3 separate regions of the Mus musculus genome follow, and all the other regions are linked to region 1. The links are chromatin contacts, called in public Hi-C maps. All regions are on one chromosome and are shown on one strand. The core of a region is the stretch at or near the end of the contact, and the rest is flanking DNA. Distances in the headings are between cores, read along the strand shown.

Region 1 (3,336 bases), core at 269-2,768:
ATGTGCAAGGAGAGTGGGGATACAGGGGCTCCCATTTCTCAGAGGAGAAAGAGAGGAAAAATGGGGGTTAGGATATTTGAGGGGGTAATAGGAGAAAGGGGTTGCTAATATTGGGATGTAAAAAAGAAATAATTCTTTAAATTACAAGTTTCTGTATGTGTGTCTTCATTCAATATGATAACAATAATTATGGTATTAAAATATATAATTTAATTTTCTTAAAGATAATAATAATAATAATAATAATAAAAGTATAATATAACATTTTACAAGTATGTCCCAAAACAAAAATAAAATTCAAATGAAAGTTTTCTAAAGAGGAAAATCAGGTAGTGTGTATCTAAAATATCTACACATGGGAGACAGAGGTAGTCAAGATATTTATGAATTCCAGGCCATCTACATGGTGAGTTCCAGACCACTAAGAGACTCATAATGAGACCACACTTCCTCAGAAAATGTAAGGGAACCTACTGCAGCAATCAATTGATACATATCCATTGTTCAAGCTACTCAGGACTTTGAAGCAGGGTAATCACTGAGCTCAGTAGTTTTAGTCTGGTAACAATGAGATTATATTTTTAAAGAAGTATATTATTCTAACCTGAACTGTTGTCAGAGATCAGAGCTGTATGTATTGTATTATATTTAATATATATGATTTAATAGTGATTAAAGACTTAAATATAATTTGAACCTGATCCAAGCCCTGCCCAACCTATAGTGTTTTAACACATCTAAGTAGCTGAATCCTTGATAACTGTATTTGCACATTTTAAATGTCAATGGATGGTTGCAACAAGAAGACAATCTTAAATCTGAAAGGTGGAATAAGTTACAAATAGGTTTAATATTCATTATTGAGTATTTATTAATTCTTCAATTTTCAATACGGTGCTAATATTCACATTCAGTGAAAACAGATGGCTAGTTCTCAGCTGTGGTATCTGTGCTCAGATGGACTCTCTCCATAGATGTAAACATTTTAAGGAAATAGTAACTATATGCTTCCTAAAAGAGAGAAAATGCTCCTTGGGAAATTAGTTCTGGGTTGGTAAGCTATCTGCAACAATGGAACATAGACTATTAGTAACCATCATTTGAAACTCATGATTCTCCCCTAACAGCCACACATTTAAAAAATTAGTACCCACCACAGAAGGTTCCGCAAGTCACAGTCCTTCTGTGTGGATGGCCAGTAGAGAGCCTTGTAATGACAGATGGTTTAGTTAATTGCAGAATTAAACTTGATGTTATTGAGACATGATTCCAGTGAATAGTATTTTCCAGACAGTGTTTAATAAGAAGCATGCGGTTGTGTAGTTCTTGCTCAAAAAAGGGAACCTGGTTGCAATGACTACCTTCTATAATCAGAGTAGGAGGGCAGAGGATGTTAACTTGATCACCCCCATGCACCCAGTTCCAGTAAGCTTATCAGGGTCTAACAGTGACTCCACCCTAAGCATTGTGAAAGAAGAGGCTGTTGAAACAGCACCTGGCATTTCACACTGAACTCCGGTAACACTCGCTGAGTCAGTGACCACATGAAGGGAAAGTACAAGGGATGTTGTGCAGGCCTCCCTGGGTTAAGCCCTGGTGCTAAGAATGGACTCATCAGAGAAATCACGGGGTTCATATGCAGCGAGAGTGAGGCAAGCTTTAAAACACTGGGTTTTAACACTACACATGTAAACATTTATAGAAGGATCAGGATTTGGTAGTAATAGGTACTTTTAGTGTTAGGATTTATATATTTCTTCCTGGGGGGAAAAGAAACTGAGAGAGCATCTGATATGAGTAGCAATCAGACTTAGAGTAAGCATATTTCCACTTGATATTTGCAATACTATGTTTTACTGCATTCAACAACCTTGAATGTGTTTAAGCGAAGAAAGAACATTTATTTACCTGTGAATATTACAATTTTTTTTTGTTTATAGCTGAATAGAGTTCTGTGTACCTGCAACCATTTCATTATCCACTGATCAGTTGAAGGAAATTTAAGTTGTTTTCATTTCCAAACTGTCTGCGTTACTCTCTGCTGCACTAAACTCTGATTTCTCTTTTCACTCCCAGTCTTCTGCAGTACTCACTCTCTTCACACCTAAACATGAGTACTGAACATGGCTGAACAAATATATGTGGACAGGATGTCTACTCCTTTGGATATATGCCAAGAAGCAGTATAATTGTGTCATATGGTAAATCTATTTTTAGACTTTTGAGAAAAGTTCTACACACTGATTTCCAGAGTGGCTTCACAAGTTTAAAATTCTACCAAGAGTGAATGAGGCTTCCTCTTTTCCTTGTTTGCATTTGTTATCTTGATGTCATTTTCATCTTAGCCCTTCTGACCGAGCAGAGATGAAATATCAAGTCATTTTAATTTGCAATTCCCTAATTGATAAAGGTGTTAAATACTTTCTAAGATATTGGTTGCCTGTTTTTGTATCTTCCTCTAAGAAGAATCTGTTCAGAACCATATCTGTTTTTCAAAATGGACCAATTGTTTTGATACTTTCTTGTTTTAATCCTTGATACATTCTAAATATTACTCTTATGTCAATTGTAAAGCTGGAAGATATTCTTTCCTACTCTGTAGGCTTCCTTTATACTCTGATGAGGTAGAAACTCTAATAGTCAAGTAGTTAACCCAGATCCACAAACATGAATACTACATGTTCTCTCTTATTTTTGTTTCTTAGCTCTACATCTATAGATATGCATATACAACCTAGAGTAACCAAAGAATAAATGAAATTAGGAAGGTAGATGAAAGTAGACAAGTGCTGTAGATAGGCAAATGTACAAATGTAAGTACTGTGAAATAATAAATAAAAAAAAGTGGGGGAGAGCGGCTTCAACAGGGGCATGAGGGGAAAATGAGTACAGACAGAGAGGGAGGAAGAGGGATAGAGTTCTTTAAGAAGACATAATGTTTCATTATATTATATATACCCGAGCCACTTAAGTAAATAGTTACCTCCAAGAGCCAAGGACAATCTAACAAACACCCCAATATCAGACATGAGAAGCCCCCTCTCTATTGTTGGTGAGGAGAAACTAAAGGATCTATATAAAAATATAGGCTACTGCTATTACCTTTTCTTGCCTCCCAGAATTTCAAGATAAGGGTCTCTATTGCTGAAGATATGGCACTCTAGATATAGACTGTGCTCCATGGAACTGACCCAGGAGACTCTTTTTTTGAGGACGGACTGCCATAGTATCAGAAGATGCTCCAAAAGTCCAAGGGAAAAAGCATACTCATTAGTTCTACCCAGCTGCGAAACCTGGAAACCACAACAATGACTATGACTATAATGGTAAAATTTC
Region 2 (3,471 bases), core at 629-3,128, 620 kb before region 1:
AGTTATAAATTCCTTGACTACAACTAACTTTACTCACCAGTAGTTTGACATAGCCATAACATGGCCTGCTTCTGGAACAGCCTCATGCCACCTCATCAAGATTTTCCCTGTCACAACCCATCAGGAAGCAAAGTTCTTTTAGTGTGGATTACTGAAAGTGGTCATCAACCAAGATCCCATAAATGCAGGAACATTTTTGAGAAATGCACTTCTTCGCTGCTTTGTTTAGATAGCTGACATCTATTGTTGTTTTCATAGGAATTAGCATATCAAAACTGTGCTTCTTCAGCCTTGTAAACAAATGAGAAAATTGTGTCTCATATTCTCTTTTGTTTCCAAGGTTAAATAAAATACAGTTTAATCACACTATGCCCCCAATAAATGATTTGGACCATATGACAAAATAAGGTCGACTTTTAGCGTTTTGATGTAAAACAAGGAATGATTTTAAGCATCAAATTATTTGGTAGAGTCCACCTAGCATGTTCTCCTAAGTCCTGGCGAGGTCTGTGAGACTATTGCCACTTTACACAAGGCCTCTCTGAGTAAAGGGCAAAATACCCTTGAGATAATTGTGAAACATTTTGCAATATTTTAATATTACTAAACAGAAACTTTCATTGCTTTTATATGGCCAGCTGGAACTGACACAAATATATGCTTGTTCGCTGTGAGTCTGCCCCAAACATATGATTTTATATAAGGATTTATTTATGGATAAGTCCTTTATCTTTATATTGAATGTAATACTTGCTGGTAGTTTTCAACTTGTAATTATTTTGCTTCATATCAAAGAACAATATTAGAAATTAGAGTCCATTCACTGTGGTGTCTGAGTCATGGACTATGCTGAGCATCTTTTGAAATTTGCTCAGCTATTCATTTTCAGGCTCCATACCATCCTTCTCTGCTTCTTCTATTCTTCCTCCTTCACATTATTCAGTTCTCTCTTTCTTTCAGTATTTGTAACATTATACTAATATGTAACAGCTACATGTACATTTCAAAGAATGAAACCCTCCCCTTCCCACAAGCTTGGCCTGTGATCCAAGGGAATGGCAGCATCCTTGGCCTCTGTGTAGACTTGTACTGTCAGATTAGTGATGCTGATGTCTTCAGGCCTGGGCCAAATCTGCACAATGTTCTTGGTACCAAGATGCTCCACTTTCTTCCTTTCTGTGGAATCCTATAGCTCTGTGGAGCTTATAAATAATTGAGTTATTTTTAAACCACTGGATGATTTCCAGTCACTCTCTTTTACACGGGATTAATTATGTAAGAAAACGGAATTGTGCCTCAGCAGTGTTACAATTTTTTAAAAACAACATGTTGTTTAAATTCAGGTTTGGCAACTCCAGCCTGAACCCCCTCGTATTTATGGCACCACACCCATAGCATAATAAAACCTTTAGACGTCTTTTGTCTTCTCGCTTGCCTTCTATTTTTTCTCAAGGGTGTTTTATGCTGGAAGATGCAAACAAAAGTTGTCCAGATGTTATTTGTATCAGAACAGAATTTCAGTCCAGCTATCTGTGGTTGCAAATGTTTATTTTAATGGGTTATTGTGCAATCCTTGCTGTGTAGACCTTCATGGCCTTATACGAACAGTCTCAGCAATGCCAGGACATTGTTTTTTAAAGTATATCATTTTAGTCCAATGGAATGATTAGTTGTCACCACAGGGGCAGAGGCTGCAGCACCTGGAGAAACAGAAAGTGTATTTTTGTCTGTGTCCTTGTGTTGACACTGTTCAAACTGCCCAATTATGAAACCATGACTGATGGACTTTAGGTAAGCAGGGGGAAGGTGTGGTCCAGGCCTTAGCAACAGCCTCAGCCCTTGGAGACAAAGTTACATGGCTGCAGTAAACATACCCGTGGTGTTGAAAAACAGGCCAGCTGCTGCCCCATACAGCTGATGGAATGAGAGAAGGGCTTAGCTAAGCCACAGCAGTGTGAGCAGTGAGTTTATTTTAGTGATTACAGCAGGCATGGGCTGGACTTATTATTCATTTTTAGAATTCTAATAAAATCTTAACTGATGTTTCCTTGATACTAGAGTAAATTGTTTACCTCGTATCTAAAAACACACATTAGAACCAGTACCAATTAACACTGAGGAGTTTCTAAGGCTTAAAATTAATATGAAGCTAGATTGCATCACACAGAAATAGATTTTAAGTTTTGTACAGTTATACATTTTAGAGCAACTGATTTTCTTTAAAAACATATATACATACATACATACATATATATATAATATTATGGAATATATATATATATAATATTATGGAATGCATATATATATATATATATATATATATATATACATACATATATATATAATATTAATGAAATACACAAGTCATTCTCTGTTGGAAGACTAGCCAGCAAGTTTCACTTAAAATGAACTATGTACTGCAGAAGTAATACCAAGTTTCTTACCTTAGTGTATTGACATTGAGGGCTGATATGTCTTCCAGCTAATGCTGTCCTTAAGGAGTTTGCATTGACTCATAAGCAAAGCAATTGGCCATATAAAATTAAAACTGAAAAGCATTTTGTGAATCATTTTTAAAAAGAAATTAATTTTTGTTTAAGTTTTATAGCTATCAAGAGTCTTGTTAAATTTTTTAATCCAGAAATTAGGTTTCAGTGAGGAAAAGCTTTTGGAAGTGTTGGCAAAATATAATTTTTTATTCGTTCACATCACTACTTATATCAATCTTGTAAAAAGGACTGTTGAATTAATGGCCAATAGTCCTTAGTTTAGAAAGTACTCGATGAAAGTCAATTCGTATTCTAGTAGCTTTGAAAATCATTGTCATTTCTAGAGTCTGAAATGTCTACAGTGTATCAATCTGCTTACTGCAGGGTTGTGCAGAGTTCTACTTCTTAAGAGTAAGAATCTGCTTTGACATGTGAGTGAACTAAGTGTCACATTTATGAAATACCTCTTTGCTTGTTTGCTTTATTGGCATCCCTAAACATAGGATTTACTTGAACTATCAGATAATCACCTTAAATCCACTATGATCACATACCGTTGCAGTTAAAGGGGGCACATTGTAGTTGAAGAGATGTGAATGAGTGGAGGGGAAATGTATTCTGCTGCTACTAGCAATATCCAGGAGGACTCACTCACTATTGCATTAGGAACTCAAGTAACCAGAATCTGCCGACTTTGTCTGCATTCCACTGGAAGCCAAACTTGACAGCAGCACATGAAAGTGAACATTTTATAGGGAAAGTACAAGAAGGATTAGTCTAGGATGGTAGAGACAGTTCCTAGGAAGTGAAGTCATCCTATAAGGGGCAGTTATCCCTGCCCTCCCAGTGTGTGACTGAAGCATACTTTCTCAGGGATATCTTGAATACCAAGCATAGACATTGAAATGATTCATTCAAGAAGTGAGCATGCTGGGGTATTGACACATCATGGCCTGCTAGTCACGCAGTGAGTTATTCTATA
Region 3 (3,437 bases), core at 368-2,867, 790 kb before region 1:
ACCGTTTATAAGGCACCCATGCCTGTCTTCATGCCTGCTGCCTGATTTATGTGTCCTTTTATAGTGCTCCGGGCAATTTAAATATACAGCCAGAGTTGAGGACAAATGAACCTTAGTCCATCTGGATGAGGTGTGGAGCCTTGGTTTACTGGGTGTTCACCGAGGCTCGTCTTCCCAAACAGTGGAACCTACTAGACTCTTCCCTTTGCTCTGACTGTGGAAACAGTCAAGGAAGTCGGAAGAATTAATGATTATTTTATTAATACTAATATTATTATTATTGTTAAGCTGTAGGAGCAGCTAGCACATTCTAACCCTGAGGCTCTTTCTCTACTTCTTACCATTAGGCTTTAGAATTCTTACAAGTCATTTAAAGAAGGAAAGATCGTACACCGGGAACCTGTCCCTAAACTTTACCTCCAGTGTTTATTTAGTTTATTTAGTTATTAATTTTCTGGGTCCAGTTGCATTATTAGTTTAGGTAAAAGTGAATACATTTTGTGGTACCTATGAATAGATAATTCAAATAATTTAGGTAATTAACTAGAGTTACCCCTTCAAAGTCAGCCTGGCGATAATATCATTAAAGGTACACAGGTAACTGGAAGCTGGAGTTTTCAGCATTGCACTTCTTGGGCTGGGTAATTGCCTCTTTCCCCATCCTGTCTTTCTAATTTGCTATGCAAACAAAACCAAAACAAACCAAAAAATAAAATGAAAAGAACAAAAAGCAACTTCTTGGCTTGATTTTTTTTTTGTCAATGTATGTATCAATACTTAAAAGACAGAACTGTTAAGGTGATAGCAATTCAAGATAGGACAGTGCAATTCAAAACACACCAAAAAGATAACAGATTTAGTGAAATTGACATATGTTAGTGATTATGCAATCATTCATTTCCCACAGATTTCTTTTTATAGGAAACTTTGGAAAATCCCAGAAGAACTGACCGAGTCACTTAAACCACAACAGGTTTCTTTCAACATCAAAACCATGAGTAGGAGTGGGAGAGGAATAATTTAGCTTTTTCTTTCTTTTTTTTTTTTTCTTAAGGACAAGGACAGCCTGGTTCTGACTGTGCAAAGCTGCGGCTTTGCCTCCAGTGGATGCCTTTGGAGCAGCAGATCTGACTTCCTCCTCCAACCAAGGAGTCCTAAAAACATCCAAGCAAAGGAAGCATATTTTCCCCATGACATGAGAAAGGGCCACAGAGATCTAAATGAAAACGGACATTTCACCCGAGTGACTGTTTGTATCTCACCTTGGCTGTGTGCCTAATTCAACAGGCACTTAGGTGGCTGAAGAGGGAATTTTTCGTTACCATGAATCCAGCCCCGGGTTGGACAGAGAGCCTTTTGACAGCAGGCCGAGTTCCTTGTGCTCGCTGGCAAAATGACCACATTTCTCTTCCAGTTGTTGTAGGGGTTTGAAAAAATCCCTCACTTCCTGGCAAAAGTTTTCTTTCTCCAGGAGATAAAGGCAAGGCTTCTTCCGCCTACCCATAGAATACTTCTATCACCTCAGAAACAGTTTTCAGCAAGGCAGGGTTGCTTGAACACTCATGTTAGCTCTCCACGGACTCTCGACAGCTGGCTGATGACCAAAGAGTCTCAGGGAAGTACTCCCTTCTCTGATTGTCCATGTCAGTGGGAGTCTGCGGGCTGTCATCAGAAAGTTCATCTTACATGTATGACTATGGGGCCTGTGTGTGTTCAAATATATATGTCTGAGGTATGGGCAGAGTGCCTAGTTTGAAGCTTTTATGCATACTCAAGAACCATGACTGAGAAGGCCAGAGCAGAATGAAGGTAACACTCACTCTTTTGTTGCTCCCTAGGAAGTACCATGACTTCTTTGGTGATGGGAGTCTAGTGTAGCAATATAGACATACCACTGCCTTATTCAGAAATAGACAACACAACTTACCCTGGTGGCAAAATGAATCAACACAATCCTTCTCAGTGACATTTTAGCAAAGTAAGTTGAGAACTTTAAAATGCCATATCTCTACTTTGGAATTGTTTTTAAGTTTAAACAACACAAAATACAGTGTAGACACTGTAGTTTAAAATAGGATGTCCTGGTGAGTTTTGTTCAACTGGACACGAATCAGAGTCATTTGGGAAGAGCAAAACTCAGTTGAGAAAATGCCCACAGCAGATTGGTCTGTAGGACATTTGTTTGGATGGTGATTATTGTAGAAGGGCCCATCCGCTTATGGGCAGTGCTACCTCACCTGGACAGGTGGTCCTGGGAATATAAGAAAGCAGGCTGAGCAAGCCTTGGGGAGTAAGTGTAAGCCATGTTCTTCTAAGGCTTCTGTTTCAGTTTCTAGCTTCAGGTATCTGCTGCTAATGAAGGTGCAATACCAGAGTAGAAGCCTTGAAGGGGTCATCAAGAGAAGCTGAGAAGTGTTAGAGCCAGTGAACTGAGCCCAGTAGAGGCTATGTGTGAAGGTACAGTCCAGGTACAACAGAGACCCCTGCAATTTGGAGATGGCAGTAGCATGGGACAATGTTCAAACCTGCAGCAGGTGTGAAGGGTGGTTGGCCTGAGCCTATGAGAGAAGCTGTGTGTGCTGTCCATGGCAGAGCCAGAGTGCTGGATCAGCAGATCTGAGACCAAGAAGTCTGTCACTGAGGTATCCACTGTTGGTCTTTAGCTTTGCTCTGTTTTGAATGTAACTCTGCCCTGGTGCTTTCCTCTTGAAATGAAAAAGTATGTAACTTATCTTTGATTTTTACCTGAGCTTATTGTGGAGAGGCTTTGAACTCTGAAAGGAAGTTTGGATATTTATAAAAATATTCCACTTTCCTTTTTTCAGTTTTAACATTTTATTGGGTAAATGGTTTTAAAGGTGATAGCCATAGTGTCAAAACTACTACAATGTCTTTTCACAGACATACCTTACAGACCCACATAAACCTTTTCATATTTTTGTCCTTTTTTGTTCATTTTTAATATTTTAAAGCCATACATGTCATATAAAATGCCCACTTCCAATAAGTTCTTCAAACTAGTAAGCAATTCAGTGTGGAAGCGGGGAGGACCTTGTTATAATGAAGGGGTTTTAGATAAAGTGATTGAATTTTTAAAGACTGGGGAACTATTAGCAGTTGGAATGTTCCTTACATTGTGATACTGATACTAATATGAGAGGTTTGGAGATAAATAGAAAAGGAAATGTAATGTTAGTAGTATGTTTGAGTGTCAAGTTGACATGGGTTAAAGTGTCCTAGGTAGTTTTTTGGTAACTTGACATTTGCTGGAGTCATTTGAGAAAGAGGAATGTCAACTGAAGGAATGGTCCCAGTAAGTCACCCTGTAGGCAAGCCTGTGGGTCATTTTATTGATTAGTGTTTGATGTGGGAGGGTACTTCTTTATGTGTTGTTCCATGCCTAAGCAGATGGTCCTGAGGTGTGTAAGAAGGTGGGC

The links. Hi-C and Micro-C count contacts between places; a contact is called where the count stands out from the background.
Region 2: a Hi-C map of 3T3-L1-derived adipocytes shows a contact between it and region 1, with 6 times the contacts expected there. The contact joins two enhancer-like sites. A contact is called at or near these places in 2 of 484 Hi-C or Micro-C datasets (the 3T3-L1 cell line and 3T3-L1-derived adipocytes).
Region 3: a Hi-C map of 3T3-L1-derived adipocytes shows a contact between it and region 1, with 6 times the contacts expected there. The contact joins two enhancer-like sites. A contact is called at or near these places in 1 of 484 Hi-C or Micro-C datasets (3T3-L1-derived adipocytes) and 1 of 115 datasets of contacts at active chromatin or transcription factors (acute myeloid leukemia).

What each region holds. Positions count from the first base shown.
Region 1 is chr2:46,369,698-46,373,033 of GRCm38.p6, forward strand. No RefSeq gene overlaps it. Among named protein-coding and RNA genes, the nearest start is that of Gm13470, 72 kb to the right of the region's middle. Within about 2 kb of position 1,519, at least 99 of the 459 cell types and tissues checked have an H3K27ac peak or open chromatin away from gene starts, as enhancers often do. A contact at or near this core is called in 3T3-L1-derived adipocytes, where this site is marked.
Region 2 is chr2:45,746,268-45,749,738 of GRCm38.p6, forward strand. No RefSeq gene overlaps it. Among named protein-coding and RNA genes, the nearest start is that of 1700019E08Rik, 51 kb to the left of the region's middle. Within about 2 kb of position 1,879, at least 38 of the 459 cell types and tissues checked have an H3K27ac peak or open chromatin away from gene starts, as enhancers often do. A contact at or near this core is called in 3T3-L1-derived adipocytes, where this site is marked.
Region 3 is chr2:45,580,129-45,583,565 of GRCm38.p6, forward strand. Gm30848 (a long non-coding RNA gene) reads left to right here. Exons shown (of 3, transcript XR_374345.3): 3 at 1,055-3,437. Among named protein-coding and RNA genes, the nearest start is that of Gm30848, 9.1 kb to the left of the region's middle. Within about 2 kb of position 1,618, at least 88 of the 459 cell types and tissues checked have an H3K27ac peak or open chromatin away from gene starts, as enhancers often do. A contact at or near this core is called in 3T3-L1-derived adipocytes, where this site is marked.